4 separate regions of the Mus musculus genome follow, and regions 2, 3 and 4 are each linked to region 1. A link is a contact called in public HiChIP or PLAC-seq and promoter capture Hi-C data. All regions are on one chromosome and are shown on one strand. Each heading gives the region's core, a stretch centred on a gene start, on an enhancer-like site or on the middle of the called end of the contact. The rest is flanking DNA. Distances are from core to core; before and after follow the strand shown. Region 1 holds the start of Aebp2 (AE binding protein 2). Region 2 holds the start of Ldhb (lactate dehydrogenase B). Region 3 holds the start of Golt1b (golgi transport 1B). Region 4 has its middle 25 kb from the start of Pik3c2g.

Evidence for each region. HiChIP or PLAC-seq counts read pairs in DNA pulled down with a chosen protein or histone mark. Capture Hi-C pulls out chosen DNA fragments and counts their contacts.
Region 2: an H3K27ac HiChIP or PLAC-seq map of thymic regulatory T cells shows a contact between it and region 1, with 12 times the contacts expected there. The contact joins the promoter of Ldhb here to the promoter of Aebp2 in region 1. A contact is called at or near these places in 7 of 39 promoter capture datasets (the 3T3-L1 cell line, 3T3-L1-derived adipocytes, embryonic stem cells and 2 more) and 6 of 115 datasets of contacts at active chromatin or transcription factors (astrocytes, embryonic hindbrain, embryonic stem cells and 3 more).
Region 3: a contact with region 1 is called in a promoter capture Hi-C map of liver, with 5 times the contacts expected there. The contact joins the promoter of Golt1b here to the promoter of Aebp2 in region 1. A contact is called at or near these places in 4 of 39 promoter capture datasets (embryonic stem cells, erythroid cells, liver and 1 more), 3 of 484 Hi-C or Micro-C datasets (CD4 T cells, CD8 T cells and the G1E-ER4 cell line), 7 of 115 datasets of contacts at active chromatin or transcription factors (astrocytes, embryonic forebrain, forebrain and 4 more) and 2 of 9 other capture datasets (adipose tissue and liver).
Region 4: a contact with region 1 is called in an H3K4me3 HiChIP or PLAC-seq map of neural tube, with 7 times the contacts expected there. The contact joins the enhancer-like site here to the promoter of Aebp2 in region 1. A contact is called at or near these places in 4 of 39 promoter capture datasets (cranial neural crest, frontonasal cranial neural crest, maxillary cranial neural crest and 1 more), 1 of 484 Hi-C or Micro-C datasets (cortical neurons) and 9 of 115 datasets of contacts at active chromatin or transcription factors (the SCID.adh cell line, T-cell acute lymphoblastic leukemia, craniofacial prominence and 6 more).

Annotation. Positions count from the first base shown.
Region 1 is chr6:140,620,992-140,627,729 of GRCm38.p6, forward strand. Aebp2 (AE binding protein 2) reads left to right here and starts at 2,511. Exons shown (of 8, transcript NM_001005605.2): 1 at 2,511-3,353. The coding sequence starts at 2,704.
Region 2 is chr6:142,503,759-142,510,496 of GRCm38.p6, forward strand. Ldhb (lactate dehydrogenase B) reads right to left here and starts at 4,199. Exons shown (of 8, transcript NM_008492.3): 1 at 4,095-4,199; 2 at 1,654-1,788. The coding sequence starts at 1,782.
Region 3 is chr6:142,382,837-142,389,574 of GRCm38.p6, forward strand. It overlaps Golt1b (golgi transport 1B), which reads left to right and starts at 4,407. Exons shown (of 5, transcript NM_025872.4): 1 at 4,407-4,533. The coding sequence starts at 4,509. Recql (RecQ protein-like) reads right to left here and starts at 4,251. Exons shown (of 15, transcript NM_023042.3): 1 at 4,186-4,251; 2 at 1,693-1,740. The coding sequence starts at 1,708.
Region 4 is chr6:139,585,928-139,592,665 of GRCm38.p6, forward strand. No RefSeq gene overlaps it. Among named protein-coding and RNA genes, the nearest start is that of Pik3c2g, 25 kb to the right of the region's middle. Within about 2 kb of position 2,729, at least 37 of the 459 cell types and tissues checked have an H3K27ac peak or open chromatin away from gene starts, as enhancers often do. A contact at or near this core is called in neural tube, where this site is marked.

The sequences.
Region 1 (6,738 bases), core at 1,261-3,760:
GAAAGACTTAGTCACGCGATGGGGAGTCATAAATGCAGCGTGGGGTAGCTGTGACTCAAATCTGTCTCAAGTCTAGGCCCATGAAAACCGGTCTGGGTCTCTAAAGGAAGCAGGACTCATAAAGAGCTGTTTCACAGAAAGCCTGGGACACAGAGCACAGCAGCCCACCCCAGGTTTCCACTAACAGCGCTGCTCAACACAGTGATCTCCATTTCTCCCGAGGACATCCTGGCTTTGCCTGTTTGGCAGAGTTGGTGCCTGGAACAGCAGAGCCAAATGTAAGAAGGCAAAGGGGCAAGGTGTTAGGTGTGAGGGATAGAATCAGTGACCGTATTAGTACTGTAGTTGGTGTGTTTGAGGACGGTGCCTAAACCGATACATTTTATAAAGTATAAACAGTGGACAACTGATAAATAGGCATGCAAGAGAGTTGGGGTCACAACGAAAGAGAGCATCATTACAACTGAAGGGACCAGACAAGGCAACCACTCTGGATCAAGAGGGTGTGCTCCTGAGACCGCACACACAACTCTAACTCAGGTGGTGGCTGTGTGTTTCCCCACTGGCTGGGCTCCCACCTTACAATTTTATTCAGTTGGCCAATCTGGAAAGATCATCACCCAGGAAACTGAGGAAGAGGGTCCAAGGAGAAAAAGGTCAAGGCTCCAGGCCACCAAGTTTCTAGAATAGAGCCATGGGCCTTTATTTAAACAAAGGTTTACAGGGTGGGGAGGATTAGAATATTTGCATAATATTCTTAGAAGGTGGGGGGAGATAAAAAGATTTGAATTTCCTCTGCTAGGTCAGTCCTAATTTCTAATGTGCCTTAGAGCAGCTGCCACATACACTGAGTCATGCTTTATTCCAGTCCAGTTTGGTGATCCTCAGTCTACAATCCAGGATGACAACACATTCCTGATCTATCTGCAAGAATGACTCTGAAAGTTAGAGTTTGAGGTTAACGCCTGCCAGTGTAGCTACATTGTATATTATCATTTTAATTTTTGCTTTTCCTTGAGGAAACTTTTCTTTTCTTTTTCTTTTTTCTTTTCTTTTCTTTTTTTTTTTTTTTTTTTTTTGAGGATGTTTCCTTCCACTGGGGGAACATTACGTGTGATAGTATGTATCCAAAGGTTAAGGCTGCAACTGTACACTAAGATATTTGTGGGGCGGTTTCCTTGTGGCCCACACTAGTTGGCCTCAAAGTTGCAACAATCCCTTCTAGCCTCATACTACATGTTGTTTCTTTTATTATGTTTATTTTTTAAATTAGGGCAGTGAATTCTAGAAACATGAAAATACTCCACCTGGGGGATCTCTCTCTCTCTCTCTCTTTGTGTGTGAAGATCTACTAAGAATGAATGAGGGAATGCTCTCTGAGACTGCTTCCCCACTCCAGAGCATCAGATGTGCCCCGGAGTCAGGGTGTGATGTGGGCTGCTCACCAGCCTTCCTCATAAACTCCAGGTCTTTATTTTACAAAAAGCTTATTTACAAAGCATTCCCTTACCGAGAAGTTCAGGAAGATGCAATGCTTCCCTAGCTGTAAAGGGAAGGTTTGACTCTTGCCTGGGGATAGGGAGGAGCCTTTCATTAGTAGGAGTAGTAACCTCTTCCCTGCTTTCTTCTTCACACCCTCCCTTTTTGTGAGGCAGGATTTCAGTTTGGCCTGGAACTCGCTATATAGATCAGGCTGGCCTCGGAATCTCGGAGACCCTCCTGCCTCGGCCACCCTAGGGCTGGGGTTAAAGGTGTGCCTTTTAGGTGAGGTACCTGTGTGCACCACCCACCAGACTGGGAGGGAGGCCGGGAGATGTGGTCAGAGCTGCTGGGATTAGACAGTTGTGAGCCGCCTTGTGGGTGCTGCAAACCGACCGCCGGCTCCTCTGGAAGAGCGGTTAGAGCCCTCAACGGCCAGCGCTACACCCCAAGAACTCAGCCTGCCTACAAGTGTCACCCCAGATTTTATTAGAAGCTCCAGGACTTAAAACCTGCGAGGATCTCGAGCCAAAGCAACGCCCGCCTCGTCTGAGCTGCCCTCCTTGGGTCATTGGGACATCGGGACAGGTAAGCAAGCCTGGCTTGCGAGTCAAGCCTCTGCCTCCGCGGTGTGGACATCGGCTCGGCGCTTCAAAAACAAAAAACAAAAAAAAACCGATTTATCGAACTTTCTGCACATGTCTGAGACCTGTCTTTTGAGTATGGCAAGCGCTCAGACGGCCAGACACTTGCTCCACTTACGGCTTCCTTCTACAGGACACCACCTCCCCCGCAAACCACACACACACACTCTCTCTCTCTCTCTCTCTCTCTCTCTCTCTCTCTCTCTCTCTCTCTCTGAGCCGATGCTTCTCCTTCTCTCTGTAGAAGTCCAGGGCTGTGAAAATCCCCACCGACTTCGGGTTTCGAGGGCTCGTCCCGCCTCCGCCCGGAGCGGGAAGGCGTGGGAAGGCCCAAAGAAACTCTGGAGGGGCGGGGCCGCCGCGGCGCGCAGGCGCGCTGCCTCCTCCGCGTGAGTGCGCGCGTTCCGGCGCGTGTCCCCGCGCGGGCTCCGTAGCGCGTGTGCAGCCTGACGCAGCCCCGCGGGCCCTCCTCCCGCTCTGCGGCGGCCGCGCGGAGTTTGGGGCGTGCGGGCGCGGAGCGGGGGGTGGCGGGGGCGAGGAGGCGGCGGCGAGAGGAGGCGGAGGAGCAGCAGGCGCCGCCATGGCCGCCGCGCTCGCCGACATGGCCGACCTGGAGGAGCTCTCCCGCCTCAGCCCGCTGTCCCCCGGCAGCCCCGGGCCCGCGGCGCGCGGCCGGGCCGAGCCGCCGGAGGAAGAGGAGGAGGAGGATGACGAGGAGGCGGAGGCAGAGGCGGTGGCCGCGCTGCTGTTGAACGGGGGAGCGGGCGGCGGCGCGGGGGGCGGCGAGGCGGAGACCATGTCGGAGCCGAGCCCCGAGAGCGCCAGCCAGGCGGGCGGGGACGAGGACGAGGACGAGGAGGACGACGAGGACGAGGGCAGCAGCAGCGGCGGCGCGGAGGAGGAGAGCAGCGCCGAGAGCCTGGTGGGCAGCAGCAGCGGCGGCTGCAGCGGCGACGAGACGCGCTCGCTGAGCCCGGGCGCGGCGAGCAGCAGCAGCGGCGATGGGGACGGGAAGGAGGGCCTGGAGGAGCCCAAGGGACCGCGGGGCGGCCCGGGCGGCCCGGGCAGCAGCGGTGGCGGTAGCAGCAGCAGTAGCGTGGTGTCGAGCGGCGGCGACGAGGGCTACGGCACCGGGGGAGGCGGGAGCAGCGCGACCTCCGGGGGCCGGCGGGGCAGCCTGGAGATGTCGTCCGACGGGGAGCCGCTGAGCCGCATGGACTCGGAGGACAGGTCAGTGCGCCGCCAAGGGGACCCTTCCCGGACCTCGACGAGGGGGACTCAGGGGACTTCTTCCTGATTCGAGGGGACTCTGCGTGGATCCCGTCTAGGGGACTCCTCCCGGACCCCACAGAGGGGACCTAGGGGACTCCTCTTGGACTCCATTGAGCTGACTTCCTTGCCCGATCCCCTCCCATCTCCTGGACCCTTTGGCCCAGCGCGGGGCGGGGGGCGGGGGGGACCCTTCTAGCAGCGATCCCTTGCTCTGTAGATTCCCGGGCTCCGCCGAGGGGACCGAGGGGACTTTCTCGCCGCAGTCCTTTCCGTTTCTTGCTTCTCCTTCCCTGCCCCGCCCGCCTGCCCACCTTGGGAACGGCTTCGCCGGAATCTCCCCTGCCCCAGACTCTGGGACCCCAGACCTGGGGACTTTCTCTCCGGGATCTCCCGCCCCCTGATTCTCAGCCCCTCCCCCCCAGATCTCAACTTGGAAATCCCGGGCGGCCGCCGCGCCCCTCTTGCCGCTGAGCGGCTTCCAACTCCTCACCATCCCCCCTCAACTCTCCTTTCCCCACCCTCCTTTCCTCGGCGCGCGGTTCTCCTTTCGGATCGAAGGACGACTCTGTCCCGGAGACAGCCCCCCCAAAATGGCCCAGACGCCCCAGCCGAGCTCCAGAGGCCCTTGATGTACACCTCGGTACACAAGGTTAGCTTCGTGCATCGGTGTTCGGGAACACTTGTCAGAACTGCAATTGACAAGTGTTTTCCAATATGGCTGGTCTCCTGGAACTCACAGAACTAACTTGTGCAGGGAGGAGACCCCCACCCCTGGCTTTGCTTTACTTTTAAAAAGAACTGCTGGTCCGTTATGTGTAATCTCTGCTTCTCAGATCCCTCACATCTGTCAGTTATATCATCTCAGGGGATTTGAGTTTTGGTCATCAAATCTGAGGGACCAAGTTTAAAACACAGAAAGAGCATTGTGGAAAGGAACAGTAGATTTGAATTGATGTCCTTTACAGTTGCTTTGCTGAATCGGAAATAATTGGGAGTCACAAGATACAGGCGTGCAGGTTTAAAAAAGTAGACTGTGGCTTACAAAAGCACCATTATATATACAGTGGTACTAAGATGTGGGAGTCACATCCCCCGTGGTGACTTTTTTTTTGCAGTCATGTATGGGGAGGTATCTGGAGTAATTGCCACTGTTCTAGATAGTACATTTAAGAAATGTATGTTTTGGTTGCTGCTCTAATTTTTGATTGTAAAATTTCATAATCGAAGTTGATTTTTAATCCAAAGAACCTCATGCTTAATGTTCCTAAGGTACATTAGCATTTACTTTTGACCACCTGCTAGTTTTTGAAGATTAGAATTTATAAGTCAATAGTGATTTCTCACCGTGGGTTGTGTTTGGGGTTAGGGGGAAGGGTGTCGGCCTAATATAACCCAGTTGCTCTTTCTTGAGAATTCAACCTTACCTACCTTCGCCCCTCACCACGGCATCCTTGGACTTTGCTTTGGTTTGAAGTTACAGCACCCTGAGGTCTTTAGGGATTCTGGTTGCCAACAAAGATGAGCGCATTCCTAGTCAGTGATAAGGGATGAGCAAAGATGAGCACGTTCCTAGTCAGTGATAGGGACTGCCTGGAAAAACCTCAGGAATTCTTTTCGACACTTTAAAACTGAGATAAGTAACTACTTGCTCTTTCTCCAACAATCTTTACGACAGAGGTTCACTTTGTAGCCCAGGCTGGTCTGGGATTCACAGAAATAAATCCTCAGCCTCCCAAATTCAGTGTCCACCTAGTATCTAATCTACCACAAGAACCGAATGGGTGTAAATCAGACTGCTCCTTAGGAAAACCTAGAAAGGTTGTGCTAAACTGTAGATGTGGTTGGGGAGGCCAGTATCTTTAAGAGACCCTGTGGCACAGCCTGTTTTGGGGGCTGCTGTGTGCTGCTGGAAGCTGTCACTTTGTTCAGGTAAAATCGAGGCTGTCCTTCAGAGACACTGCTGACTCCAACTCCACATGAAGCACGTACTGTTATTCATCATCATGCATGTTTGCCATGTCACCCTCATGTTGATGATGCACGAGAGGGGGTGTTTTAACGTCCATTAAGCTATGGAAACAAACGAGTGTCTCACAGAAAATAGCATTGGGAGAGATGCAGCTGGGTGTGAACAAGGTCCGCACCTCCAGTACTCTCAGAAGAACTTGGAATAGTTCACTTTATTTCATCTTTAAGGAAGGGTTTATTTTGGTTCATAGTTCTAGGGGCAGCGGGTAGGGTGGGGTGGGATGGGAAGGTTCAAATCCACCCTGATTCGGAAATACTTGGAACATGTAGGAAGGCATTGGGGCAGGAGCAGGAAGCTGGCTGGTCACATTATGTCCATGCTGTGAGATTGAGCATGGCAAGAGCCTGTGAGTTTCTTCTTTTTTTTTTCCCTTTGTCTTTTTTTGGGGGCGGGGGGGGGGGGCAACTCTGTCTATGTAGTCCAGGCTGGCCTCAAGCTCAGGTCGGTTTGCTTCTTTCTGCTGCACAACAGAGAAAGCTTGGACTGGGTCCCATCTACCGTTAGACCTTTGAGATGTCCCTTGGGGAGCTGTCCACACCATGGTTTGGGGGGCCGGAGGATCAAGTCCTTCATGGAAGAGGACAGTGCGACTGCAGTGGCTTACAGCTCTGGCTTAGAATAGTTCACCTGAAATAATAAGTGGTATGTGTTTCAGAGTTGTCCTCACCCCCCACCCTCTCCATTACTTTCAGGGGACAGTGAATTTCTGGTTAAACAATTGTTAAGTAATTTGGTTTGATTTGGTATTGGATATCAATTTTGACATAACTCAATGAAGAGTAGTATGGGTATTAAGTACAGATAAGGTTAAACAAGCATGCTTGCTTCCTTTTTTCCTTTAATTTATTAACATTTATTTATTGGTGTATGTGTGTACACCAGGTGCAGTACAAAATTCAAGGGGGACTTGTTCTCTCCAGCTTGTGTGATCTGTATGAACTCAGGGCAGCCGGCTTTACAGGAAATGCATTTACCAGCTCAACCACTTCACTGGCCCATTCTTGCTTTCTTAATGCTTTTAAACATTGGAAGCTGAAAAAAAAATGCTATTGTGGTGATCATTTCGGGGTAGTAGCTTTTTCATCTGTGTGAGGAACCCTTAATAGTGAAATTGTGAAATACCTCTTGTTGGCTTTGAGTTTTATGATTCGGAGTTAAAGATCCTTTATTTATTTATTTATTTATTTATTTATTTATTTATTTATTTATTCATTTATTTATTTATTTATTTATTTATTTATTTATTTGACATAGTCTGTCTCTGGTTTAGCCTGGCTTGGTATTCACTCTGACCTAGGCTAGCCTCCAACTCCT
Region 2 (6,738 bases), core at 2,949-5,448, 1.9 Mb after region 1:
GCTCCTGTAGAGGAATCAGTCTAGATCCCGAGAACCCACGTGGTGGCTCACAACATCTTAAACTCTAATTCCAGAGCAAACAACACGCTCTTCTAAGGCGGCCATTTTGGGCAGGAGTGCACAAACATCTATTCAGGCAAAACACCAAAGAAGTTAAAGTTTAGGGTCAGGCACGATAGCCCACACTGGTAAGGTAACCCCAACATTCAATCCCCACAAGCAGGAACAGTCACAAGTTTGAGGCCAGCGTGAGATACATACAGACTCTTAAAAACAATATAAATAAAAAAGGTCAAGAACAGAACTCAGGGGTTTAGTTGTAGAATGCTTGCCTAGCATACAAAAGAGTCCCTGGGCTCAATCCCCAACAAAACAACACATTAAACTTCACAAGCAGAAGGAATATGCTTGGTGGGAGGAATTCAAGCAGCTACCACACAAAAGGGTCAGTGTGCTCTACCCAGGGCGGGCAGGGGGTGGGGGGAGGGGCTGCCAGCTTGCTTCTCTCTCTCTTCCTACATTTAAGGAAGCTCTCAGAACAGGCAAGGCCTCAAGCCACTAAAACTAAGAGGAACATAAAGAAGCCATGGTGTGAACGGCAAAGGGTGTGTGTAAGGGCAGCCAGGAGTCTAGACAGTTAGACAGCAGAAGGAAGGTCAAGTCTGGAGACACCAAAGCAGCTTACAACTGATGTCGAGAGCTTCGGGCCACAATGACTGTGGAAACAAGCTGGAGAACTCAGAAACTTTGATCTTGCCAAGATATGCTCAGCTGGTTAAAGGAATGCATATATACATATGTGTGTATATACATATGCATGTACATATATAGAGAGAGGGAGCAAGAGAGAAGAGGAAGGAAGTAGAGAGAGTACGAGACAAAGCAAAATGCAGCAGGTTGATAAATCTGAAAGATGCATATGTGGAAGTGTTCATTATCAAAATAATCTTTACAAATTTCTATTACACTTGAAATCACTTCAAAATAAAGCCAGAGGTTCAAAGTTTGAAGATAGGAAGACATTCTTCAAAGTTCAGCAAGCATGTCTCTACAAAAAACTCTACAAACATGTCCTAAGAGGACAGATTCCACTGCATCTAAATTTTCCAGCCACAGAGCTCAGTTTACCACCACAGAAACGAGGCAAGTCACTATGCTATCCCTCTTGGTATGGGGCCCACCCAACAGATACAATGAGATAAATCACAAGGAGACACCAGAAAAGCAGGCACTGAAGAAGATGCCATGAAACTGACCTTTTTTTTTTTAAAAATAAAAATTAAAAAAAGTCAAAAGCTTGCAGAACAGAGAAAAAGATATACAGTAAGGATATAAAATGCATGCCTTGGATTGAGGCAAAACCAGCTATAAGGGGTGTGGTTTTGACAACCTGGAGAGTTTTAAATATGAATATGAGTATGACGGGAGGACACCACAATACTGCAGTGGTGTTAAGAAACTCTGGAAGCAGTTCCAGAGTGGTCACACAAAGAGTGACCAGAAACCTCCCATAACAAGTACTGAAAAGTACGTGTAATTTTTCCAAGTTATTTCAGATGCCTGAGGGGGTCTGACGACAACACAGACCTAGGCTCCTCAAACAAACTACAAACTCCTGCAGAAATTGTGACCTATGGTGCTCTTCAAGCATACCTTTCCCAGAATGCTGATGGCACATGCCATACCCACTTGTCCAACGCCCACTACAGTGATCTTGTTGTTCGGGACGGCAGCCTCATCATCTGCAACGGACGCAATGAGCTTCTCCTTAAGGGTTGCCATCTTGTCCTGCAAGAGAAGGGGCGATCAATGTGATTTACATGCACGGAATCTGACTGAGAAGTAGCCCAAAATGTCACAGCTTCAATTTTGAAAGTATAGCTCAACAGAAGCCCTGAAGGAACCACATCTCACCGAATGCAGGACTCAGTGCAAAGTTCTCCACCAGTTTAAACCAAAATGCTTCCCCAGAGCAGAGAGCTCCATGCAAGCCATTAAGTTGCCACCATCCCTTCTGTGACCTTTCTGCTGTAAGTGCAAACTACTGGCTAAAGATACAGATAATTATACTGAAGCAAGCTCGTTTCTTTCTTTTGTCCCTATAAGGAATTTGTGTTTAACCATGTTAACCAGCTAACTTATTTTTAAGCTTGTTTAAAGCCAATATGAATTGTAATTTTCATTACAAATAATTGTGGAAGACAAAGACTGATTTTTGTACTTAAAATCTCACAAAAGTTATGGCCCTGCCCTCCTGACAAAGTGTCTTCACAGAAAAGTTATCAATGTTAATAATCTACGCTGATTGCTTCCGTTTGTTTCTTTTTAGCGTGGTTCATCACAGCTGAGGCTCCCTATAGGTTCCACAGCCCAGCCAGTTCGTTCCCTTTACCTTCATTTTCACTTCTAATCTGTAAAGGGCTAAGTAACAAAACCTGGCTTAGTTAATGAACCCAGTAAGGAACCCTTAGTTGTCCAGAGTGAAGTACTTGAAGCAATCACAACTACTTTGCTCCATAACTTATTTTTGTTGTTTTAAAGCCTCCCTCCTAATGTGTACTGCTTCCAGAGCTATTTTAGAGATTTTAGAGGGTTATTTTAGCCTTAGAGAATTACACTTGTAGTTTTTTGGTGGGTGGGAAGATGAACTGCTGTGGGAGGGTTTGGACAAAGCACCAACCTTAAAATGAATCCAGTCAGGCCCTGTGTCTTAGGCAGTTTCAGCTGAGTAGCCTCAACAGTAAGAAAAGCAGAGCCTCCCCAAAGCCTGCCCACACCAAGTTTATTTTTGTTAGTTGGCTTAAAATCTGATAGGCTCCAGAGAACATTAGGAAGGCCTGGAGTCCCAACGTTTGGGAGGTGGAGGTAGGAGAGTCAGGAGAGGCCAAGGTCACCCTCCATCATCCTGGGATGCTATCTGAAACGCTGGAACGTTGAAGCTGTCCTGAAAACATTTTAAATCGCTTTGGGGAATTTCAAAAGCGGCAGTGTTGAAGATCCAGCAAGCACAGGCAGATATCTAGACTGAAGTTCAGCGTGTATTCTCCTCCCACCCCCACCTCCCACAGTGATAGAGAATGAGAAGAAAATAGTTTGCGTTGTAGCAAGCCTGTGTCAAATCAGGGAGTTGACTGTAGAGAGAAAGGAACAGGAAAAAACACCCTCGCCTCAGGGTGCCCCCACATTCCCATCTCCTGTGGATAAGAACCAGTGGTCTAGGTCAGAGGCTAAGGACGACTCCGCAGAGAATCACCTATGTTAACTCTTAATGCCCGGGTATGGCCTCCAATTTCTCCATTAAAACCAGTCATATCCTTCACCCTACCCCCGACCCCAGGTGCTGTCGGAGCTTGTTCAGTTCCGTGACACCCAAGCCACCTTTCCTCCTGTGCAAAGCAGGTCACGAGGGAGACACCAGCGCACACCTCGATTACGGTCTCCAGGGGGAAAGCCTAGGCTTCCACACTTAGCACAAGAAGTAAACAAAATCCTAGCGCATCTAAAGAGGCCCAGCAAGTACCCGGCTGCAGGGCGGGCAGCGTGAGAGGGGACGAAGCCTGGTGTTCCGGACCGAACTTTCCTTTATCCTCATTGCTAAAATAGCTGGGACCGTTCTCCATCACCAGGTGCAAGACCTTCCAACCTTCACAGGGACCCACCTAGACCTTGCTCGGTTCCCCGGCCACTGGGCGCGCTGCCCTGGCTTGCGCCCCAGGCTGCATCGCAGCTGATGGGTGATGTGCTAACTGCCAAGGACTTGAAGAGACTAGGTTTGACTTACCTTACGTTACAAGTCTTTCTATTGATAGCACACAGGCCCGAGACCACCCTGTGCTCAGGCTGTACCAAGGTGCAGACCGAGTCGGGAGCTCAGCTGCGCACCTCTGCTCGCTCGGCTTGCCACCCAAAACCACAAAGAAGAAATAGGTAGGGGCATGAATGCTCAGGGACAAAGGCCCCAAAGAGTGGATGTGTCGTACGTAGCTCCTTCCTCCTGTTCTGCCAAACAATAACACCTCTGCACTCCCTACTCCCACAACACACACCCTGATGTTCAGTTAAGTCAGGTTTTGGGATCCTGGATTCAGACCTACCAGAAAAGAGGAGGCTCTGCGGCGCGCTGAGGCAGGGGAGCCACTGCAAAGTCAGCAGGCTGCTGCTCTGCGGATCGCAGACTCCGGCTCTACAAGAAGGAGGAGGAGGAGGCGGGGCCGCGGCGCTCCAGCCTCCTAGCTTTCTCCATTGTGATTGGAAACCCGAGACGGGTCTATCCCTCCCCTCGGCTCGTTCAATCTCCTTCAAGGACAAGGCTGGAGTGTGCACGCGCTCTCCCCCGCTCTCTAAAGTTAGAGGTCACCTTCCGCTGAGGCACTTATTCCGTAAACCTGCCTCTCTGGCCTTCTGTACGGTCTCCATCTTGTGCTAATAGAAACCTATGTCTAGGTTGCATTCCGGCTCCACTTTAGAGCAGTCGCCTTGCTTAAGATGCTACTGATACATCACTCCAAAAGGCCTCGGAGCTTCTGAACTCTTTTCAGAAGTGGGGGTTTATACACGCCTGTTATCCCAGCACTGGTAAGGCTGAGTCCTGAGGGAAGTCAGGAGTTTGAGACCAGCCTAGGCCTCTCCATTAAGACTGTTTCAAACAAACAAAAACAAACTAACCCAGAAGAGAACAGATTTTTGGTCATTTAAAGTTCCTTCAATAAGACAGTAACCGCCCCTCCCCCTCTCCCCACACCTAATTCAACTAATAGCTGCCCAACAAGATCGAAGGTGCCTGATTTCTGCCTTTCACAGTTCCTCCAGGAAACTGCAAGGTCCCAAGAAAAAGCCTGGCCCCAGGGAGAAAAAATAAGAACCCTAAGAAAGATGTAACTTCCCTAGGAGTCGCTGAGCTGGTACAGTGTGTGTGTGTGTGTGTGTGTGTGAGAGAGAGAGAGAGAGAGAGAGAGAGAGAGAGAGAGAGAGCGCTTCGCATAGAACCCAGGAGCTCACAGTTTAGCAGGGAGTAGCATCCCCAGCCCTGTAATTGTCTTCCCACATTCTTAGCTCTTTGTCTCATCCAGCCCAGTGCCCGGTTCCTTATTCCAGCATGGATTAAGCAATCAGAAGTGTTGTGAAAATTTAGGGCAGTTGTGTTTTCTTAAGATAAAATTGTTTCCCCATCTAGCAAGCTCACTGGAGTTGCTGTGTGAGAATTTGCCTTTTGTTTTCTTTAAGTGTGTACCTCTTGTCAACGACTACTAACTCTATAAATAGAACTTCCCTCTGCCAAGCATTGAAGGTGTAAGTGTGAATATAACTGTGCTCTTTGGGTGCTGCCCTCTGCCCCAATTTTACTGAAAATTTGGGGGAGTCTGGGTAGAGCTATCACATTACTGGGGAGTAGAAGGAATTGTAGGAATTGAAGAAAAGGAGACTCTTTGATAGAGATGTGACAGGCAGCTATGGATGGGACTTTGGGGTAGAGTACAGCCTTAGTGTTTGGGGTTTGAATCCCAGCAGTGAAAAAGAGTATCAGTACCAGGAGCTGAAGGGGAAGGGGTGGCTAGGGGGAATTTTAGGGAAAGAATAGAGCTTTCCATCTGCAAGGTAAATGCTTAGGAAACATGCAGGCAACAAGGGCTAAAGTTAAAGTATATTGTTCTCGGGGAGTGAGGCGGGTTATAAAACCGAACCCAAATGTAAACTGAAATAGCAAAAGAGAGGCTGGGGTTTCCTCCTTTAAAACTATGTACGGAGAATGTTCCTATGTAGGAGTAGTGCTGCAGGGACCAAGACACACAAGACAGGATGCCTGCTAATGGCAATGTGCACACTGCTAGAGGGTTGCAAACATCAGCAAGTGATCACGCAGAATGTGCTCCTGAGCGGGCGAGGTGGCTCGTGCCCTTAGTCCCCCGAACTCGGGAGGCAGAGACAGACAACAGGCAGGTCTCTGAGTTCAAGGCCAATTTGGTCTAGAAACGGAGTTCTAGGTCAGCCAGGCCTACACAGAGAAACACCAGCTTTAATGGGAGGGAGAGAGGGAGGGAGAGAGGGAGAGAGAGAGTGTGTGTGTGTGTGGATCATGGCATAGCTGCTCTGTGCACTAAGTAGGATTCAGGAAGCGCAGGGTTGCAGGGTGTAGGGCTGGGGGGCTCACCACCTCTACAAGGACTGCCTGGTGGGGTTTTTGTTTGTTTGTTTTTTTGGTTTTTGGTTTTGTTTGTTTGGTTTTTCTTTTGTATCTTAAAAAGGTCATCTCCCGTTGTCAGGGTGTCATGTTTTTGAACCAGAGCAAGTGAACTGTAGAACAGAAAAGGACGCTTTAGAGACGATCGACTCTGATTACATACCCAGTCTTAGAGAATAGCTGCCAGTTGTTTTTATTGTTTGAATGAAAGGTGTGGAAGCTGACAGGGTTCTCACTGATCCCAGAGCCTGAGCAGGGGCGGAGGAGGGGGAGGATGAACTGAGGGGTTATTATAGGATACAATCTAACATATTCCTGAGGGAGTTATCACAGGATACAATCTAACATACTCCTGAGAGAGTTATCACAGGATACAATCTAACATACTCCTGAGGGAGTTATCACAGGATACAATCTAACATACTGCAAATTAGAACTCAAGGTTAGAACCTTCAGTTCTCCCTGGATTTCTCTTTCTTAATCCAGGGTGTCCCACACAATCACCTTGTACCCTAGACTCTTTTAGGGGAACCCCAGGCAATCGTCGAGAGGAGTACTGA
Region 3 (6,738 bases), core at 3,157-5,656, 1.8 Mb after region 1:
CTTTAAATCATAGCCCATTGGGAGAGCTTAAGTCAGGGTAGGTACACTAAGATGTGGAATCCAAGCACGTCCACACTGTACCTCCGTTCCGCAGCACCTGTTAGTCTCATCTTGATGGAGAAGTAATGACTACTTGTGTAAGGATCTAGACAAATTAGTGTTACTAACTACCAACCCGTAGGATGTGAGAACAGACAAAACCAAAATCTTAGGTCATCTATCCACACTGACATTTAGGCAAACTGTGACACTGTATGCCTGTTTTTGTGGTGTGTGGTGGTGAGAAGAGTGTTTTTCTAAAAAGAACTCAATCTTGTTTGCTAACTGGTAGGGTAGCATGCAGCAGGCCATAAGCATCACACTCCAGAAAAGACTGGAGCACCATCCTAGTTTGAAAGTTCCCTGTCCTTGCCAGTCGCCCGTCAATCAAACCAAGAACAAGATCTTCTATTACTGCAAAGTCTGAACACATAAAACCTGCAGTGGAAGGGAAGACGGCAGCACGCTGAGAACTGACCTGAGGAAGGCCAGCGCCAGAGTCACTGCTTCTGTGAACTTAAGGCACTACTCACAGAGCCACATAAAGATTTAGATCCTTTAATGTTATCAGAGGTTGGGGGAGGGGGGACCAAAAGTTCAAATAAGTAAGGTCAATTTAAAACAATGTCACACACTTCAGGCATTGTATGAGGGGGGAAAGAGGGAGAGGGGGACAAGGATGTATAAATATATAAATTAATGGAAGAAACAAAACCTATTAAATCATAAAAATTTTAGTGCCACGTCTGAAGTCTATACTTGTTTTTTTCAAATCACATTCCAAAACTGTACAAATCATTAAACATCTGGTTGAAAACCAAGAAAGCTGGTGCCAATTAGTGTTCATATTAACTGGAGCAGTGGGGTTATAAGTGATTTATATGTCCTTCCTTGTATGTTCTCAGTCTTCTAGACATCAATCAAAAACATTCTCAGAGCCCTCGTGCGCTGCTGATGGGGCCATAAATAACGCAGCCACTGTGCAAAACAGCAGCAGCTCCCCAAACCATTAAACACAAGATTACCACTTCATCAGTAGGTCCCATTCTAGGGATACACTCAAAAGAACTAGGGAGATGGCGAGTGACTAGTAGTGCTTGCTGTTGTAACCCTAGAATTCATGGTGGAAAGAGATCTGAATTTACCCTAGAACCAGGCACACATACACCCATACACACACATACACACATACCCGCGCACGAAAGCACTACTAAACCAAATTTTTCAACTTTAGTTAAAAAGAACAATAAAACATCAACTACTCAACAACAGATAGACAAACAAAACATGGCACAGCACATTACATACAATAGAACATCATTGGCATTAAAGGAGAAAATACTTTATACTTTGATATTATGCCATATGAGGTTAGTATAACAGGTCAAGTTCAGAGAGAGGAAGAGAGTACGAAGAGTTTTGTGGACCAGCACCCATCTGGAGATGGACAGCAATGACAGTCACACGGTGCAGATGCTCTGATCATCCGTGACCTGTTTACTAGTACTCACAAGGGAAAGTCTGTTGTGCATATTAATAAAGTAGCTTTAAAAAATCATTTCTAGAATCAAGATTTTTTCCAACTTTTTTAATCAAAAAAACAAATAAATGTAGAAAAACAGTAACACGCAAGGAATAATTGTATCCACTGACCTGAGACGGATGCCATTCTAAAACTGAACCGGAGATCCAAATGTCCTTCTAAAGTGAAAGAACAAACATGGTAACATGTCTACCAGCAACACTGTTGAGGTTGGCAGAGGTCCTGCTAGCATGCACAGGCATTAGTGACGAAGTGAAGCAGGCATCTTCAGGGCAGAGGCCTGGGCAACACACTTCCCAAGTCTCCACTACTATCAGCTAAAATTGTTATGGTGCAAACTGAGTATGCGGAGGAGTGGAACCTTTCCAGTGTCCCTGCCCCGTAGACTATGAAGTCGTCCTAACCATTCCTCTGCCTTCCTTTGTTCCTGGAGAGCATCGTTTTCAAAACGATTCCATTCGCCTTGCCTCCTGATGGCAATATACCTTTCTCCACTCTTTGTATTTTGGTTTTTGTTTTTTTTTTTGTTGTTGGTGGTGGTGGTGGTGGTTTTTTTTGTTTGTTTGTTTGTTTTGTTTTTTTGAGACAGGGTTTCTCTGTGTAGCCCTGGATGTCCTGGAACTCACTTTGTAGACCAGGCTGGCCTCGAACTCAGAAATCCGCCTGCCTCTGCCTCCCAAGTGCTGGGATTAAACCACACCACACCCGGCTACCTTTCTCCACTATCTTAAGTCTTAGCTCTGCTTGCTTTGCCTTTTGGCTTTAGCATGTTCATCTATACAGGGTCATGAGTTTAATCTCTAGCACCACAAAACAGAAACTAAACAAAACCAGTACTATCAATAATGCTCAGTCAATCTGTCACTATTATATACAAAAAAGTTACAAAGCAATATAGTTTTTAAAAAATCTTACAGATGTTGGTGCCAAATAGAATGTCAACAATACTTACCAAATATCCTACTGTTTTAAAGTGATAAAGCCAAAAGGCCGAATATTAAATAGTTCTGCCACTAGGCCCATGTGTACCTTAGCAATATGACATACTGTTCCTCTGTGGCTTTCTCTCTGACTTAAAAACTGGGGTGGCTGCCTCCCAGGTACTGAAACTAAAAGCATGCACAGCCATGCCTGGCAGGACTCACCTTACAAATAAGGATAGATTTTTTTCAAAAGTAAATAAATGAATGGATAAACAAATAAATAAACTACTTGGCAGTATACTGCACAGTTGCTTTAGAGAGTTACAGTTAAATGCCTACTTAAAAGAAATTAATATTCTAAGTAAATAATTTCCAGAGCCTCCTCTCTTCTGCGGGAGCTTACTCCATTTCTCTATAAAATTTGCTCACTTGCAGAGGGGGGGTGAGGTACACACTAGTACTCTTTTGGCTTAAAAGAATCTGGGACAGTTACAAGTGGAAGGAAACATGACTTATATTAAAATTTAAAGATTAAAACTTGGCCTGAACATTTAACTCCCCAAACTGTTATGTTTGCTCAATGACAATCTGTTACCATTACATAAAAACAAAATTAGAAAGCATGTTATATTTTGCTTAATTTTGTATTTTTAGTAATTATTTGGGTAGACGTGTAACCTGCCCAAAATTCCCTTGGAAGAACTTAGGTTTTCTGCCTATTTAAGTTTCAACAGTTTGCTAATTTTAAAGTCATTCGTACTCAGAACACAGGCTTTTTTTTGGGGTGGTGTTTTAGTTTTCTGTGTTAGGGGCCAAGGACCTCATTGTGTTCATGAACTGTTGTGAACAACTTTTTTGCTCAATCAATGACAATCTGTCACCATTACATAAAAGCAAAAAACAAACGTTTGAAAGTGTGTTATATATTGCTTAATTTTATATTTGCTAAACCTAAGAGTGCTCTCCAAAGACAGATTCTGCACCCGCCTATTCTCACTTGAACTGTTTCCTTTATCGAATTTGTACCCTTCCTGTGCATGGCTGTTAAGACAGATAAGCCCTGATTAAAGAGTAAGGACAAAACTAACGGACATTTAAGGATGGGTTTAAATCAAGACTCCTCCTTCCTCACGTATGAGAACATCTCCTTATCACTTCCTAGACTGATACTATTCTGCCCATGGACTCTAAGGTCCTGTATCATGGCAGAGCCTGAATCTCTTCACTTTTGTAAACAGCCTAGAAAAAAAAAAATGCCTTTTCCGGAACCTAAAAACAGGCGCTTTCTCTTCGCTTAGGAGAGATTCGGTCTAAGTTCATTTCCTGCCACTACTTCAAATATATATATATTTTTGGACTTTGCTGCCAATAACCTACCCCTTGCCTAAATTAGGCAACTTCACAGCAAAACATAGCGTAGCACGAAATATATCCAAGAACTAAGTTACAAAGAGGTCTGTCAGTCAAAAAACGTGAACCAGGTCCACTGTCATCAGTGCGGAAGGAAAACGCACGCTAACCCTGAGCGCATCCCTCCACCCCGCCGGCTCCACAGACGAGGCAGAAGCGCAAGCTGCGGCGACCAGGGCTCCTGAAAGCGATGGCAGAGACGACGCCCAGCTCCTATCCGCCCAGCAGACAGCCGCGGACCCACGCGCCGGAACCGGCACCACCACGAACCTGTCAGCCGCTCCGCGCGTAAAAACCTTCCCGCCGCCCGGCATGCAGCGCCCACCCTTCCGGATCAGCCCCCTCCACCAATCACAAGCCATTGCCTTCTCTGATTGGCTGCGTGGTGCGGCGTCCGGGTGCACATCCGAACAAGAGCGCGTGCTATTGGTCTCGCTGCAGCCAATGGAGCGCGGCCTTGCGGCCCGGCGGCGGCGGCTGCGTGTTTCCGGAAGACGTGGCGGCTCGGGCCCGGGCGGCGTCGCCGAGGCTCTTCTCCGGACCAGGCTTCGCAGCGTGGGCCCCGAAGCACCGCGGTCCTCGCCGCCGCCACCATGATCTCCCTCACGGATACGCAGAGTAAGCGCTGCCGGGCCCCAGCGTTGGCCGGTGCTCCCGCCTCAGCCTCTGCTCCGCCCCGCAATGAATGGAGCGAGCGCGCGTGGGGCGGCGGCCCGCGGGAGGGAGGGGGCCGTGACGGGAGGACCGCCGACCTGCCTCGGCCCAAGTGCCGCCGCCGCCTTCGCCCCGGTGGCACCCGTGCTCTGTCCCACGGAACAGCCGTCGGACCAAGTTTCCGGGGTGGCGGGAATGGGACTGTCCGCCCGCGCGGAGCGCCTGCAAGGCTGGGGTGGGCTGGGGGCGTAGAGAGCCGTGATCAGACTCCACTGTTACCTACCTACCCAAAATTCCCTTAACAAGGACTTCGGTTTTCCGCTCGTTTAAGTTTCAACCAAGTTTACTAATGTTAAAAAGTCACTTTGTGCTCTGAGCATTGACTTCGATGGTTTAGATTTCTGGGTTAGGAGCCAGGATCACACTGTAGGTTAACGAGGCTGGCCTTGCGCTCATTGTGTCAGTGCTAGCCTTCCCACTTGTAATCCTGCCCCGGTCTCTAAAGTTATGAGATTACAAGCATGAAGGACTCTGCCTGTCTGTACTGGGAAAGGATTTCTTTATTAGTGTTGTATTCTGTACTTCGTGGCGTGTTCTATTTTAGCATCCTGTTTCTGCCTATCTCATCATTCTGACCAGCTTTGCAGTCTTCAGTCTTGCCTTTTTTTTTTTTTTTGTAGCCCCAGAGATTAGAGCATCTCAGCCAAATGTTTCTGCAGACTAGCAGAGCGTTATCCCTATCTCCATCGTTTTCTCTGTGACTTCATTTTTCTATGTTTTCTTATCAATCTTAATTATTTTTCTATTTATAAATTCTACCCAAGCTGGTTACTTTTTAAAGATATCTTTATGGGTATGACCTCTTTTTGCCTCACTTTTGCTCATTACCATGAACTTTGTTTCTTCAAACTATATTCACCTTAGCTTTTCAAGATTCTAACATCCCACTGAAGTGAAACAAAAACCTTCCTTGAAGTTATTCTCAAGTGGAGTTTGAAGATTTAGATTCAAGTTGTGGCACACTGGAGTGTCACAGGTGCTTTATGAGTCCCTCCACACCCTGGCAGTCCCCTCTGTCTTACTGTGGACTGCACAGCTACCTTCTCTAGCCCAGGGGTGTTGTCTATTGGTCCAGTCAGGCTCCTTTGGTTCTAGTCAGAAATAAAAGTGTCCCTTTTTTCCCTACTGTCACTAAGTCTTGTGAACCTGTTTCAGTTTAGTGCAACATGTAGTTATATAGACAAGAGTGATCTTAATTGCTTGTTTAAATGAGTTTTTTTAACATGCATGTGGGGACCAGAGTCACAGGATCCTCCTGGAGCTATAGTTACAGACGGTTTTTAGCTGCCTGGTGTGGGTGCTGGAAACCAACTTGGATCCAGAAGAGCAGCTTTTCTTACTTACACGTTTAATTCTTACACAAGCATGGGAAGGCATGGACCATTTATGAATTGGGACGTGTAAGACATTGAGTTACACACAAAGGCAGAAACAGCCATGGTCCTGGGATTTCTGGTTCACAAGCCTTTGCTCTTGTTACTGTAGTACTAGCTAGCTTCTGAGGAGACTTGATGTCAACATTCACATCTTGGGATGGTACAAGTCTGTGGTGTATAAATTACCCTGTGCACAGGGCAGAGAATGTCACTCTCCAACAAAAGTAACACAGTGAGGGATTGAATTCTGGGCAGAAGAAGCTGTTCTCCCCTTGTTTTACCACATTTCTTGGGATGGTGAAATTCTGTGATGTTCACTTGTTGATTTCTGAGGTGAGATGGTGAGTTATAGCCAGTGGTTAGGGAACCAGAGCTGGTCAAATTCAGATTAGATCTGTGTCTGTGTTGACTTCGAGGTTGAACCACTAGCAGCCCAGAAAGGTGCCAGCATGAGTCATGGCTTTCAGATGTTGTGAGGAGGTTGATCAAGCTCTGAGCAGTCGGGTAGATGCCAGTTCATGATGTGCTGAAGATTCTGTAGTATGCCCTCCCCCATACCAGCAAAGCCCAAAGAAATGCCAAGACTTACTCAAGGAGATGAAATGGGGGCAGCTTCCAGCTTACATCTGGATTGTCACATTAAGCAAAATGCTGCTGTGGTATTTGTTTTACTTAGTTGGACTCTTCTGTTTCCTAAAGGGTGTGATGAGGAAGGCGGGGCTGCTCTTGCTCT
Region 4 (6,738 bases), core at 1,479-3,978, 1.0 Mb before region 1:
TCCTTGGGGTCCTCAGAACTGAAAGAGTCAGATTGTAGTTTCAGGAAAAGGAACTGAGAAAACTCCCGCCTCCAGCCAAAATCCACCTTTGGAGTGAAAGGTTAAATTTTGTAAACACTGTGTCTGTCACTCTGAACTTCATATGACCTGAGAGCTTCAAGATTCAGGTCACTGATGAACTTCACAAATATGGCTAGTTTGGCTTGTGAAATGAAGTATAGTAATATTTGTAACACGATGTGGCCCAGTAAATCTGACTCTTCCGAGTAAACAAAGTTCCATATTTCCAAGTCATAGAAGGAAATAATGTTGGAAAATAATTAGTGATGTTTAATGTAATCCTACATGAGCTATTTATTAGTTGGATTACTGCTTCTATGTTGTAACTAATATTTAAGAAATTGCTATTCGAGAACTTTTTATATAATATTAAGTAGCAATATCCACAGGACCAAAATCGATAGTAAAACAGTCGTCCCTTTCTAAACAGATAACACAGAGAGGCTGAGTATGAAAGTATATTACATTCTGATAAAAAATCAAAACCAGTCATTGGAATTCAATTATTCATAATTTTCATAAAGCTTTAAAATGAATGCCAATATGTTCCTTTGTTTGTTTATGACACATAGCACATTTTTACAAAATGTCTAGTTATTTCACTATGTGGTATTGGATACTGGTTTTTAAGTTGAATTGACAAATACATGTTTTACATGTTTTTCTATTTTAATTTAATATAATTTAATTTCACATATGCTATATCTCAAGCCATGGACACTCTCTTCAATGATGTTAAACTTCAAGATTATTTTTAAAAATTGTTACCAGAAAGTTTCCAGCAGAGCTGAATAGAACTCTAAACCTGAAGAGAGGAATTAAGTCAGTAGAAGTAAAGAGAAGTCAGAGACTAGACCCGCGCTGCCAGCACCGTCTCTGTAAGCGTCTCACAGGCTAATAGCATCTAAGAGGCCTGGCAAGCCGCTGTTCTGTTGGAACTTTCCATACCTCTTCTAGGAAGTTGGTGAAACAGCAAGGTTTAAACACCCAGGTTATTGCTACCACTCATTGCCTGCCCTGCTAAGCTGCTGCAAAAACAGGTGATGACGGAAACGTAACAGGAAAATGTGAGAGAGTAGTCGTACCAGTCACTTATGGTGCTCAAACAAATCCGGGGGAACGTGCAGTTTTATTTGCGTAGCAGCTGATAAGATAAGCCAACAGCGAACAGCCCCCTTTGGTGATTAGTAAATTATTACCCACAGCCCGAGCTACCGGCCGCTTCCTCTTGGCATTCCTGATGGCGGAGGAGGAAAAGACGGAGCGAAACACATGAAGGTACGGTCTACTGTGAGACATTGTAGTGGGATTATCAATGCGATGTTTGCTAAAGACAGTTGTAGAAATTCCTGATCCATTTAAAAGTGTGAATTCTTATATGCAATTAGGAATGTCTAAACAAAAATTCCCTTTCTTTCTCTCTCGCTTCTCTGGGTATGGGCTAATTTCTAACACTGTCTTCAGGAACACCGCACGAAAGGGCAGAAGATAGCAAGAATTATTACTGCCATAATTTCATTTTTGAGGTTCATGGTAAAAATAAATTTTAAAGACTCAGAAAGGTCAAATTATATGTCACGATAGAGCCTTACTTTCACCTGTTCCAAAGAGCAACTCGAGTGTAAAGAAAGGATAGGATGCTGTAAACGAATTCAAGCTACTGATGACAGCTGCAGGCGCTGACTCTGCGCACGCAGGACTGAAGCCCAGTCATGACTGCCGCGCTCTCAAGATGCCAACAGCAAGAAAAGCGCGTCATTATCCCTATGCTGTCAATTATCACTTTGTGTCTGTTAGTCTGTGAAAATGGCTTCCATGTGAACCGCATAATCCTATTGGCTATTTCCCCTCACTGCCAAACAGAATTTCAAATCTGAGACCTTTCTCCGTGACGGATACAAAGTTTCATTTTACTAATGTGAGTTACACTTGTGGGATGGAAAGCGAAATTCTACGCACTGTGGAAAATATTTAAAGATACTCATAAAGCAAGTTTTAAGAACATTCTAGGTATTACAGTAGACAACATGATTTAGTGTCGATATAAACAAGACTGCTGTAAGTTTGCAAAGGTCTGGGCTTCAAAACCACTAGATATTTGCACATAGAAAGAACAACTTATTAAAGTCCGTGTTTAAACTATATACCAAGAGAAAGTACAGAATTCTGACAGGCAACTAAAGAAGTTAAAATTCATAAGAAGAAACAGGAGAGGCTCTCGAGTGTGAGTGTGTGTGTGTGTGTGTGTGTGTGTGTGTGTGTGTGTGTGTGTATTAAAAGACAGAGAAAGAAATAGAAAGAAAGAACAAAAAAATTCTCTCAAAGTTTCAAAATTCTTTGGAATAAATTTGCTAAGATATTTAGTTGTAAGAAGTGAAAAAGCTGTTTCCAGATTAATGGAAAAATAAATTTCAAGCATAAATATGTCTTGTATGTATATGTTACAGTTAAAGTTATCAAGTTGAGGCCTCTGGAAGATTGAGTCCATGAGAATATCGCTTTGGTTGCAGCTTACATAAACCAGTCAGAACGAAGCGAATTGAAAGCGAAGCACAGCAAATCCTAACGACAGACACGTGGGCGTTTCCAGAGCGAGGCAGTGGTATGACTGCCCTTAGGGCAGGTTAGCAATGAGCCATGACTAAACGGATGGACCAGGGTAAAGAGCAAACTACGCCACTGTAGGCCCGGAAGGCAAGAGGTCAGCTAACGTGAATCTGTGCGGGGTGAGCTCTCTGACAGACAGGTCTGTGTCTTCTCAGGGGCCGACTTCCATGAGACTCAGTGATTCTCACATGCTCATTTTGCATACTGTCACGCAAAATAACAAGAATCAGCAAAGTTTATATAGTACATAATCTATCCCCAATATTTCCCAGATAACAATATGAGAGTCTGATAGATCATTATTAATATGATGGAGGGAAATGAGAGGTATGTCAAACAGAACCCAGTAAGTTCAGAGAGGACTTGGTTCTGACGTGACTTCTGAGTCCTTCTGATGTCCTTAATTCAAAGTACTTCGCTTACATTTTGATTTTTTTTCAAATTTTTTTTTCTCAAATCCCAACACAAATAGAACACTCATTTTGAAGACTATATTTACTCGACTCCAGTAACTTTCCAACACAGAAATTATCATTGGTTCCTTTCCAAATGCTTTTTTTTTTTTTTAATAGCAGAGCTCGTGGTATTTTCTTGAATACATAAAATGGACACACAGTTGAATCAAATCGGAATTCTTAAGGAACTGCATGCTTCGTTTGATTCTGGTAATGAGAATCAGGAAAGGCCAACTGTTTCCTGTCCCAGGCAAACCAAACGAATAACTTGTAATTAGTGAAAACCTAGTAACTGTTGGGAGTGCTAGAGGTCAGCTTGTCCTGAATGGCACTTAGCCTGACTTCAGGAGGCAAGCTTGCCGCCCTCAGCGCTAATCCTTCCACCCACAAATGGGAAGCAGCAACTGGAGAAGCTTTTCAAGTCCACAAGGTGGCGCTCTCCAACAGTTAAAAGAAAGTTTGCTTCGCGGAGAAAGAGAAAAAGATACAAGGTCATTTACAACCACCTTAGATGAAATTTGGAAAAGGGAACGCGGACTCGCCCTGTTTTCCTCTCTTCAAGCCGAGTAAAGCTATGCATACGTTCCTGTGATCTCACCTGCTGTCTGGAAAATAGCTGTACACAGACGTTTAGATACTTCAAATAAGGAAAATAGACACATGAACAAAATTGCTATTATCAGAAAAATGTATCAGTTTGATCCAAAAATATGCCGACTTCTGTTTTGTTTCTTTGTCTTGTTAGTGCTCGGCTAGTACATCCGTATGAATGTCATTTTGGGTCATATAACTGCACGCTAAAATCTATGTGATGACCATAGAAATTATAGATGACCATAGAAAGTTATAATTAGAGTCAGTTGTCAAAAATGAGAATACAAAACTTCAGCTGTAGGGACAAAAAGGAAGCCCGGGGGCGGGGGGAAGATTATTTATTATGAGAAAAGAGCAAAAGTTCTCCGGAGTCACATGTGGCACGGAGGGTTAAGGTGCTGACTTGAACAAATTGTTCTATGTGCAAAGGTCTAGCGGGTCTATGGAGCCTGGAATTTTGCAAGCTAGAGACGCGCATTGCTGTCAGTTCAATATCGTCATAGTGGTTCTCTAATTCACCTCTCCCAGACTCCTCCTCCCACCACTGTTCCCTGGCCTCTCTTTCTCTTAATAATCACGCCCTTCTGCTTCCTCAAGTCAGGAACTGCATCACCAACACCCTTTTCCCAAAATATGTAAAAACAAGGTTTGGACTTTTCAAACCTTGACCATCGGACTCCTGTGATTTTTAGTTTCAGCATGCCACAGATGGTATAAATATTCACACCACACCTACCTTTTCGGAACTGGGAGAAATTACCTATATGACACCAGTAATTTTTCTTAAATAAAAATAATGATAGTATTCAAATTATATATGGGGTTCCGACAATCAGCAGGACTATATACCTGAAACACACCGCTGAAAACCATAAATTATTCAACTGTGTGAAAACACACAACTGGGTTTCCTCTTAAAATTCTATTAAAATTATAGTTATCTCCTGGAAAAGTATATTTTAGAAAAGGGACGACGCTCAGTTGAAAACTGTAGGTATGACTTGCCAAATAATAATGTTTGGAAATAGGTAGGTTTAATATTTTTTTTGGTCATAGACAAAAATATTACAAATCTATAAGGAGTGCAGATTGGTCCAGAGCATGACCTAGGGTGGAGCTGTCAGGATGCATTTCTCTGGCTGCCTATTGTCACAGGCAAAAGAGGGCAAAAGTCACACTGTTACTCCATTGCTGCTGTTGTTTTATTAGGTAGCGTGTACATGAGGATTTATGCACTGTAAAGTACCACAGGAGTGTAATCCCGTCCAGATACAGAGCATTTCAACAAACCCATGAAGACATCCCTCAAACATCCTCCATTGAAGCCCCATCCCTCTCTCCAGTGGCAGTTGCTGTTTAATTTTCTGCTGATAGGGTTCAAACATGCCACCTTCCCCATTACAACAACTGACGATTTGTAGAATTAGGAATGTCACCCTCCGACCTTCTCCTGACCGCTACCCCTAAAGTAGATTAAACAATAGTACTGGCCTTTCCTTCAAAGGCTCACATGCCAGAAGAAATGTCTTTATCTCTGAAGACACAGGGACACAGGGAAAAATGAGACGTACTATTTAATATTGTTAGCTCACACCCTGCTGATGTCGAATCACGTTTCTGCAGAGCTATACCCTTCTTCACCAAACCTAGCCACGCGTGCTGGCGATACACAAGTGGGTCTGTTTCTTTGGGTCTTCATTTATGAAAGGTCTTGTGCAGTGTAAAACTTTTATCAACTAAATCTGCCATCCTCTCTCTTGTTAATCTGTCTCCTATTAGGTAACGTTGACAGGAACCATGACATAAAGAAATTACATCTTCTCCCTTACATGATCATCCAATTTTCTTTCCACTTTTATAGATCTTTGAGATTATCCTGTCCAGATAGTCTTTAATTTACTCTGACGGGCAATGAAAAATCCCGGTGCCCCAGTGTGTTCCTAGGCTTGATCAAGTATATAGAATGTAAGAGCGGGTTACCCCTGTTCTTTGACAAAGGGGAGTCATGAATATGCATCATATTAATTCTATAGCTGCAGCTATAGTTTCTTCTCTTGTCTAAAGAGTTGAAATTATCTTTTTCTGTTCTTGTCCCAACACTAAAATAATTAGAGTCGGGGCCTAATTCCTAATTCTGAAAAATCAGCACTGGACAGTAACATTGTAAAACTTTCAACTGGACGCTCCCTCTCTGCAGTGTATTTTTAGAAATAACTAATTTCAATAGAATTTAGTAAGCAGATATTATAGATTTTCACATCCCTTTTTGTTTGGGGATCCAACTCAGAACTTCACATTTTTGTGGTAAGCCTCTATTTATTTATGCAAGTAAATGTCAATAAAATAATTACTTGAACCCGTAAGCGTAGGTTAAGGGAGTTTAATACAGATTGAATCTGTGTTCTGAAAAAAAAAATACAAAAATAGAACACCATAAACTAGACCTGATCTCTCCTCTGTGGTCTCACTCTCTGGTAAAAGCCAGCAGTTGAGCTTTCTCCTCAGCCCCAGATCACCCACATCTACAGTAAAGCAAGGGTGTGGCCTTGGGACCAGGGTGCAGACAGAGGGAAGAATGCAGGAGAGGTCTTTGAGGTGTTGATGGTTTCTGTCGAAGGAGAGAATGAAGGACGCTGAGGATCAAGTTGCAGCTGACTCACCCAAGATGCAGTAATGCATGTGCCCGTGGGCACCTCTGCTCCATACACATGCCCTTGCAGGGAAAGGGAGACTAGAGAAAGAAGGAAAACAGACAATTTGATCCTTGCCATTTCTCCACACAGTACAAATCCTATTGGAAAGGAGTTTTAAGCATTCCCTGCCTGGGCAGGGACACCTTGTCCTTGACTGAGTGGCACATACATCATCAAGGTAGGGGAGAGAAGCGTCTATTGTTCCTCTGTCTCTTCTCTTTGAGATCCTCTGTCCATGCAGCCAATGGAGATGAGTTGCTTGTGGCCAGCCTGACTGATCCACACACCCCCGGGTAGTGTCAACATTCAGTAAGTGAATTCTGTATTCT